Linked DNA regions of Gasterosteus aculeatus: region 2 is linked to region 1. Evidence: chromatin contacts called from public Hi-C data. All regions are on one chromosome and are shown on one strand. Each heading gives the region's core, a stretch centred on a gene start, on an enhancer-like site or on the middle of the called end of the contact. The rest is flanking DNA. Distances are from core to core; before and after follow the strand shown.

Region 1 (3,894 bases), core at 430-2,929:
GAGTTCCTCATTATTCAGTCATTTCAGGAAGGACAACCACTGCACCAATGACATCTATGGAAATGAAATATTACATTTGGTTTTACTTCAAATGAAGGGTAATATCGTCCGACATCTGCATTGACTCGAGGAGGAAATGTCCCATGGATGCCTGGACTAATCATCATGGGTGCTTTACAGATGTAGTTGTTCCATCAAGACTCCTCACTGACCTCAGTTGGGCAAAAAAAAAAAGTGTATGTGAAAAGTTCCCTTTTGTTTGATGGATGGGTTGTACGTATAATGGCTGGGCATTACCTCAGCAAATAAACCAGCCTTGACATTCCCTGCGCGGGAACATCTGGGACGCCCCAGAGACAGGATCAAAGGCCTTGCGCGTCCTTGGACTTTATCTGTGCCAAACATGCAGCGCAAGCTCTAGAACGGGTATCAAGCGCATTTCAGTCATCATCATCTGCACTTGCTGCGTTTGTCAGTAATCAGCAATTTTCTATTTAATTCGTTAGGAGTCATATTCCTCGGTGTTTTCGTCATGGTAACAGCGGGGCTGGGAGCAGCACAGCGCCGCTCGAAAACACGGTGAATACATTTCTGAGCTTATTACCCCGCAATAAAATAATATCTTTGTGTAAGAGTAAACTTGAATGTGATTTTGAAAATCAAGTACTACACTGATTGATCTTTTTCAGCACTTTCCAATTGACACGTCGGACTGTACCGCTCATCAACGCGGCTTTCATCTGCACTGCACTGTACTGTGGGGGCTGGAGGTGCTGCAACACAATCCACATTACGTGGGCCTTGTTTGGAGAGAGCCAGCCAACTGCATAACCTTAATTAGTCAAGCTGTATTCATTCAAGTGATCACAATGGCCTTCACAGTAGTGAAGAGAAGCATCTGTCACTAAAACTCAAATGATTTTTCAATCTTTCCACTCAGTGAAATACATTTACTGCATGTTTAACAGCATATAACATAATCTGATGATTATCCCGTGCCAAAGAATTGTAATTAAATCTTGTCTAGGCAAATATTTAATTTTTTTAACTTACAAATAGTATACAAAATTGTTTGAAAAAAACTTTTTTAAAAAGTAATAAATTGAAAGTCACAAGAATTGCTTGTTTTTTCCCCAAGAAAATGGGAATATATGTAATTTATAATCATCCACGTCAAATTCCTCTATGTGTAACATCTGTGGCAATGAATGGCTTCATATTCTAAAACAAAGAAAAAGACAGCAAATCTTCACTTTTAAGAGGCTCAAACCAAATATTTGTAATATTTTCCTTATTTAAAAACGTTTCAATTGCAGGATGATTAAAATGGTTTGCTATTTATTTTATGTTAATGGTCTAATCAATACATTTGTAAATGTTTTTTAGCAGAAATCTTGTCCACTTTAATGTACGTACATTCACAATGCATGAAAGCCCAGCGAATCTGCCTCGGCAAAAAAAGAAAAAAGGACAAGATGAGGTTTATCTGGGATTACTCGCTTTCCCAGGTGCATGAGTTTCATTGTGTTTGCCATTTCTAAATCTCCCCGAGGCTGTGCATCTGCTGCTCTCCAGCCTGCACAACTGGGAGAGAGGGAGGTGGGGGAGCAGGATGTCACTTTTATGAACCGGCAGTGGTGGAGAGTTGGGGAAATGACGCAAACAAGCCGTGGTGGTGAGGCAGGGCCTTTGGAAGGGCAGGTTGCAGGGATCGCCTGCACCTCGGCAGATGTGCCTCGGTGTCACTCCACATGCGCGGCCGAATGAATCACCCGGACAGATGTTTAACGTCAAGGCCGGGCTGTCACGCCGGCCAAGACACGCACGTGCACCGACCAGCCGGTGCAAAGACACGCATGCACGCAGTACAAATTATCACTACATCAGGATGTGGCTCCGCGAGGGATCAGACGACCACGTTCACCTCGATGTGACTTTGACGACAAAAAAAGCAGAAATACGGATTGGACTAAACCTAGAGACATTCTTTTGTAAAAGTGAAATAAATACACACAATGCGCTGACAAAAATACAGTTCTGCTCAAACTCACTGAGCCTTATGAAATGTTTCTACAGAATAATGTATTTTCAGACACTATTTGATCTGTGTCTTGTAGCATTCTGACACAACCTGTCAATATTGAAAGATTTTTTAGAAAACTCCACCAGCATCCTCCCACACAATTCTTTTCTTTTGTGGGACCTTTCATGACAGTATAAAGATATTTTGTCAAGGCAAATTTCCACCGACATACTACACACTGATGGGGTTTTATTCTAGATGTTTTGGGGTTTGTTTTAAAGTTGTTTTAAGGTGGGTATGAGGAATAAAACTGCAGACATTATAAAGCAGATGCTTTCCACATTTGTAGTGTCGCACTGCCATGTTGTAACAAACACATTTTATGGACGAATGGCACGGTTAGGGTTAATTCAGACTACGTATTTAATTCCAAAACATTCGCAATTAATTCATACATTTCTACGTAGCCCACTGTCCTTTAAGGTGAACAGCGACAATAAAAGGCTGGACAGATTTTCTCGGAAAATTAAACAATTTTGTGCGTGCCTCGGTACCAAGAATGTTGACAATCGCTGCAATAGAATAGAGCAATTGAAGGTAGGGAGCTTTTAAGAAAGTGTGGCTGGATCTTTGAGAACATTCTTTAGGCCCTTTTTCCCTCTTTTGGAGAAAACCCAGGCAGATAAAAGGAAACACTCGGGTGGATTAAAGTGTTCAGAATGCATCAGCATCAAACCACTAGAGTTTTTGCCCTCTACATTTTTCAAACACAGTCAATAGATCTAAATATTTTACTGTGCCCTGGCCGATTTATTGTTTGATGTTTAAAAACTACTGGGGAATGAAAGAAAATTCATTAAAGAAGATGGCCCCAGAAAGAGGCCCGGCGATCAGCTTTGAAAGTCTAGTTTAACTGCTATATTGATCATTCTCTTTCTTCTGTGACAAAGGCCACCAGGGACGCTGGAGGTGTCGGTGGATGAAGGCGCGCTGCCAATAACACCAGACGTGTGTGTGTGTGTGTGTGTGTGTGCGTGCGCACTGAAGGTGAAGCTGGGAATAACACTACGTACGTGGGGGAAAAAAATCCAATAACTCAAAAATGACCAAACAACATCACGTTTTTGGGGATTTCTTGCTGGTCAAACGCGGTGCGGTTCAGGCGAAGCAACATGCGCCCGGGAGAGGAGAGCACAATATTTGGGAACTTAATTATATAGCTTTGGGGGGGGGAGCCGGTGATGGAAATATCAAGACAAGTGTTTCTCGGTTTCATTGCGCATCCCTAAATTCATTGAAGGACGGTAATCTGTCTCAGGAAATTGTGTGCGTTGTGTGTCACAAAGCAGAAGCAGCTCTGCCATTATTGACTATTCGTCTGAACAATGTCAATAGTCAATTTACAAATTAAAAAGGGTATAGCACTAGCGTATTGGCGTCAATCAACCCAATTTAACAAAATAGTCGGCTTTTTAGGTCAGGCATATGAGACGCAACTGGGTTTTGCACAAAATTACCCCAATCAGAAAACGGAACGAGTGTTTTTTTGGCACCGCTGTGACTAGAAAACATGGCGAGTCTAAATGAAAATGCACGTCTCCTTTTTCCGACCATCAGTTACTGATTTACAACGCATCTGTTTTCCTGCTGCGGCTGTAGCTCTGATCACAATGTCTGTGTGTCTCAGTGCAGCAACAACTGCTGTAAGACCAGAACACCCACCATCTAACCCGACGCAACCACTGATGTCCACCTAATGGGTTGGTTTCTCCACTTGCGTTTGCTGACCGCTGTATTCAACAGTGTTTATCTCAATCCCACTCTTTCTATCTCTCGCGTTTGTCTTTCTCCCATGAACATCTGTGCCTTCC
Region 2 (3,894 bases), core at 823-3,322, 250 kb before region 1:
GGAGAATCGGAGAGCACTTTGTGACGGAGTGAATCCTAGTGAGAGGATGAGTTTACAGTGCCAAAAGATAATGGCACTGGCTGATCATGTCAAATCTACAGTGTATCAACGCTTCTAAACACAAGCTTCTGAGGTTAACGCTGTTAACAACAAGCTAAAACAAAATCTCTCAACAAAATATGGGGCATAAACACATCTGTTTGGTTCAATACTGCCACAATTAGCTGACCTGGTATAATTTCAAACATCAAGAATGCTCAATGCCACAAACAGGGACATGATACATGATGCTGCACACATGGAGTAAATGCTGGAACACACACACACACACACACACCAAAGTGAAACCACAGATTCCCAGGAGTTTGCTCTCTGCTCTGCATACATGGAGGTTATTGATATCTGGTTGCTGGCTGACACCTTTTAATAGAATCCCTCTTGTTTTAGGTTTCCTCTCCTCTGTTGAAGACACGCATGCCGTGTCCCCCGGGAGGGAGGGAGAGAGCGAAGTAGGAGTGATCGAGTGGGAGAGAGGAAGGAGAGGAGAATGAAAAGCGAGGCTGGGGCTGCAGTTGCCGCGGTGCACGCATTAAGAACGGCATTGATGGCAGTTCCTGTAATACAGGCTTTGATTTCACGGCGCGTATTCAGCCCTGGAGAGAGATGACACTGACATGGGGCGGATTTACTGGTGGTCCATTAGGCTGGAAAAAGGGGACACCTCTCTCTCTTTCTCGCATCTGAGCAGGAGTCTCACTGATAACTTTCCGCGTGGTACTCAATCAGAAGCAGGAAGAATTTGGAAACCAGTTGTAATAGCGACACATATACACATGCAGAAATCACAGTGACTTTGTAAAGCAATCAACAGAGACATTAGTGTAATGTCTGTATATTTTAAAAAGGTAGTGGGTTGTCTGTTGCACCCACTAATCCTGTGATAATCCGGCCCTTACGTGTTTGAGGAGGGTAGTGCACTCGGCACGTGAAGAGATAAAGCTGCTAGATTTGCGAAGCCATGTCAGAGTACACTGCAAAGTGAAGTAGACAAGGAAGTAATGACAGAGTGAAGTAGATAATCCAAGTTACAAAAATGATCCTGTATTTGGATGATACGCATGACTAGCACATTTTGTCAAGACCTTGGTAGAAAGAGGAGGGAATGCTTTACCTGTCACCTGAGGTTTTAAGCTTCTTCAGCTATTCCTTCAAGATCAAATGGTTTGGATAATCTGTCTAAAACCTTCATGGTTTATTTGCAACCATCAAAATAATCTGATTGTTGGTATAACTTGGCACATTGGACTTTGTTGCAGTAATATTACCGTGGTCGCTAAACCCCACCACTAGCATCATAACCAAACCAAGTAATAATAGGAATCATCTTTTTCTGAAAATACTGTAGCAGCTATTAAAATGCAGTTAGAAACTCATACAGCGACTACAGACGGAAGTTAGATAAAACAAGAAGCAGCCTAAATAATGAAAGGTTAAGTGGTACACACCGTTCCCGCCCCATTGAACATCTGATATTGCAATAAATTGAGAGAAGATGCTTTTGGAGAGTTTTACAATTATTCAGCTTTTTCCTGCTCCAAACCTTCCACTATCCAAGACCGGTCGATCTCTAGGCAACACAAACAAGTTTCTGAGAAACTGCCATGCTACTTCTCACATGATGGCCCCTGTGGAGGCTGTCCTAGGCCAATTACAAGCAGAGAGTTTTAGTTTGAAAGTTGGCAAGGACCGCCTGGAACAAGCCCAAAGTCCATCACCTCTTGCCCTTTGCAGAGAGGGCAACAACACATGGCTTCGGCCAGTCAGCCGGCTCCAACTTTCTCTGGTGGAGTGGCATTAATACTGCAGGAGGGGAGAGGAAACAAACAGGAAGACAACAATCCCCTCTCTGTCCACTCATTGACAGTGTATATGTGTGTGTGTGTGTGTGTGTGTGTGTGAGTGTGTCTGTGCAACCTCGTGTGGCTTTACTGCTGTGCCTCAGTCTAAGGTCTCGTTGGGCCTTAGCAATCAGATTCCTGGGTGGGGGCACAAGGGCCACTTCCTAGACAGCAGCACTATAAGGGCCGCACTCTGACCTCTGTGTGTGTGTGTGTGTGTGTGTAGGTGTAATATACTGTATCTGTACCATTCACTCATTAAACATAAGGACATACAGGCACATACGCCTAATCAGGCGCCCAGTGGGACCTCACTGGCTGCTGCCGCTATTTCTGAATCCACCAAAAGAAGTCTCCTGCCTGTCTGATTAACGACTATCCGTCTAGGTGTTGGTGTGTGTATTTGTGGGCACAAAGTGTGTGTGTGTGTGTTTTTGTGTATGTTGGTTTGTAAAAGGACAACCTGGCAGGTGAGGTACATTTTAGGGCCAAAGTACTTGGTGTTTTATTTATAGTCCTTAGCAAGTCTAACAGTTTCCTACCTGGAGGCAGATACTAAATAACTAAATGAGTGTGTGGCAGTGGTCACCGCGTGTGTGTGTGTGTGTGTGTCTGCACACACGGGGTCTTGCATACAGCGAAATGTTAGTGCAAGTGACACAGACTGCTGTGGAGGAACTGCCTTGTTGAAACATTCAGCGAGACAACAGCAGAGTGGAAGAGAGGAAAAAAGAGGGAGAGAGATCATCGTCCCCCCTCCTGATCCGTGCCGCTGACCTCCACAGAAAAGAGTCGCCCTGAAGCCATTTATTGTGCGTGATAGACGCACTGCACTCACAAATAAAGAATAAAGAAACACATCAATGAAAATTACCAACACTTTCCAATTGACTGATTTCCCTGTTAATGTTACCTGTGCTCGCTGCTCGCTGATCCAGAGTTTCTCGGTGAGGGAGTCGAGTTGTGCCGTGTTTTTCTCATTGGCCCTTCGAAGCTCCCTGGCAGAAAGCAGAGCGTCTTTCTTGGCACTTCGCAGTATGTCAATGTGATGCTGGAGGGACTCTGTGCGCTGCTGCAGAGAAGAGGAGGAGTAGTGCCGGGTCTTCATTAGCATCCTCTTCTTCCTCCTCCACCTCCTTTCCTCTCCTCTCGTCCCTCGGTCCCACGGCTCATGCTGTTCAACGTCTAACAGGAGGAAGTACACGCAGGCACCTCAGAGTCGACAAGTGCAGCGAACAAATCCCTATTTAGAAGCTACTGGTGGGAGTTAACAGGCTTATGTAAAAGTGTATCTGTGTATGCACAGGTGAAAATGGTGATATATTTAACTACTTGAATGATTAACATTTTCCATTTATAACCAATTCAAGAGTGTCAAGTTCCAAAAACTAACAAAAACGAAGCTTGTTAACTTCTGAGATACTTGTTTCCGATCGACAGCATGTACACGCATCGAGTGTTCTTCCTGCTGCAATTAATAGTCGATTAGACTTTTTGTAGTTCTGCAGGGGTGTGAAAAAGGAAAACTCATGCTACCTCGGGCCGGAACATGTTTATTTTTCCAGTCGGATTCGGCTCCTGTTGGCGCTGTGTTTGACATCAGTGAACACCTGTAGGACTGAAAGAACAGAAAAGACAAGAGACAGAGATGAAAAGCAGCTGTTAGGTTTAACACCGGTTGACATGTTGTGCCTCCTGAAACGCAGCTCATAATGACACCATGATCACAGGCTGTGCTCAGTTTAACGCGGCAAGACAAATCACCCGGTGTTTTAATAATTCACCTGAGCGCGTTCGACTGACTTCGACGCAAATGCTCCTCAGGCCGGGTATTACTTCTGACAGGCGCCTGCACACTCCGCCTCTGTTCGATCACCGCGGAAAAGCCGAGACTCACTCTTACAGTATGACTTGTGTGCGTGCAGTCATTTGGTCTGCACATGTGTGTGTGTGTGTGTGTGTGACACACTCCCGAATGCACCATCGTTTGTAGTGA

Evidence for each region. Hi-C and Micro-C count contacts between places; a contact is called where the count stands out from the background.
Region 2: a Hi-C map of skeletal muscle shows a contact between it and region 1, with 2.5 times the contacts expected there. The contact joins two enhancer-like sites. A contact is called at or near these places in 2 of 6 Hi-C or Micro-C datasets (skeletal muscle and whole body).

Annotation. Positions count from the first base shown.
Region 1 is chr9:15,789,871-15,793,764 of fGasAcu3.hap1.1, reverse strand. No RefSeq gene overlaps it. Among protein-coding and RNA genes, the nearest start is that of LOC144411604, 4.6 kb to the right of the region's middle. Within about 2 kb of position 1,679, at least 1 of the 9 cell types and tissues checked has open chromatin away from gene starts, as enhancers often do.
Region 2 is chr9:16,039,164-16,043,057 of fGasAcu3.hap1.1, reverse strand. It overlaps cntln (centlein, centrosomal protein), which reads right to left. Exons shown (of 27, transcript XM_040187168.2): 18 at 3,435-3,516; 19 at 2,812-3,083. Among protein-coding and RNA genes, the nearest start is that of sh3gl2a, 32 kb to the left of the region's middle. Within about 2 kb of position 2,072, at least 1 of the 9 cell types and tissues checked has open chromatin away from gene starts, as enhancers often do.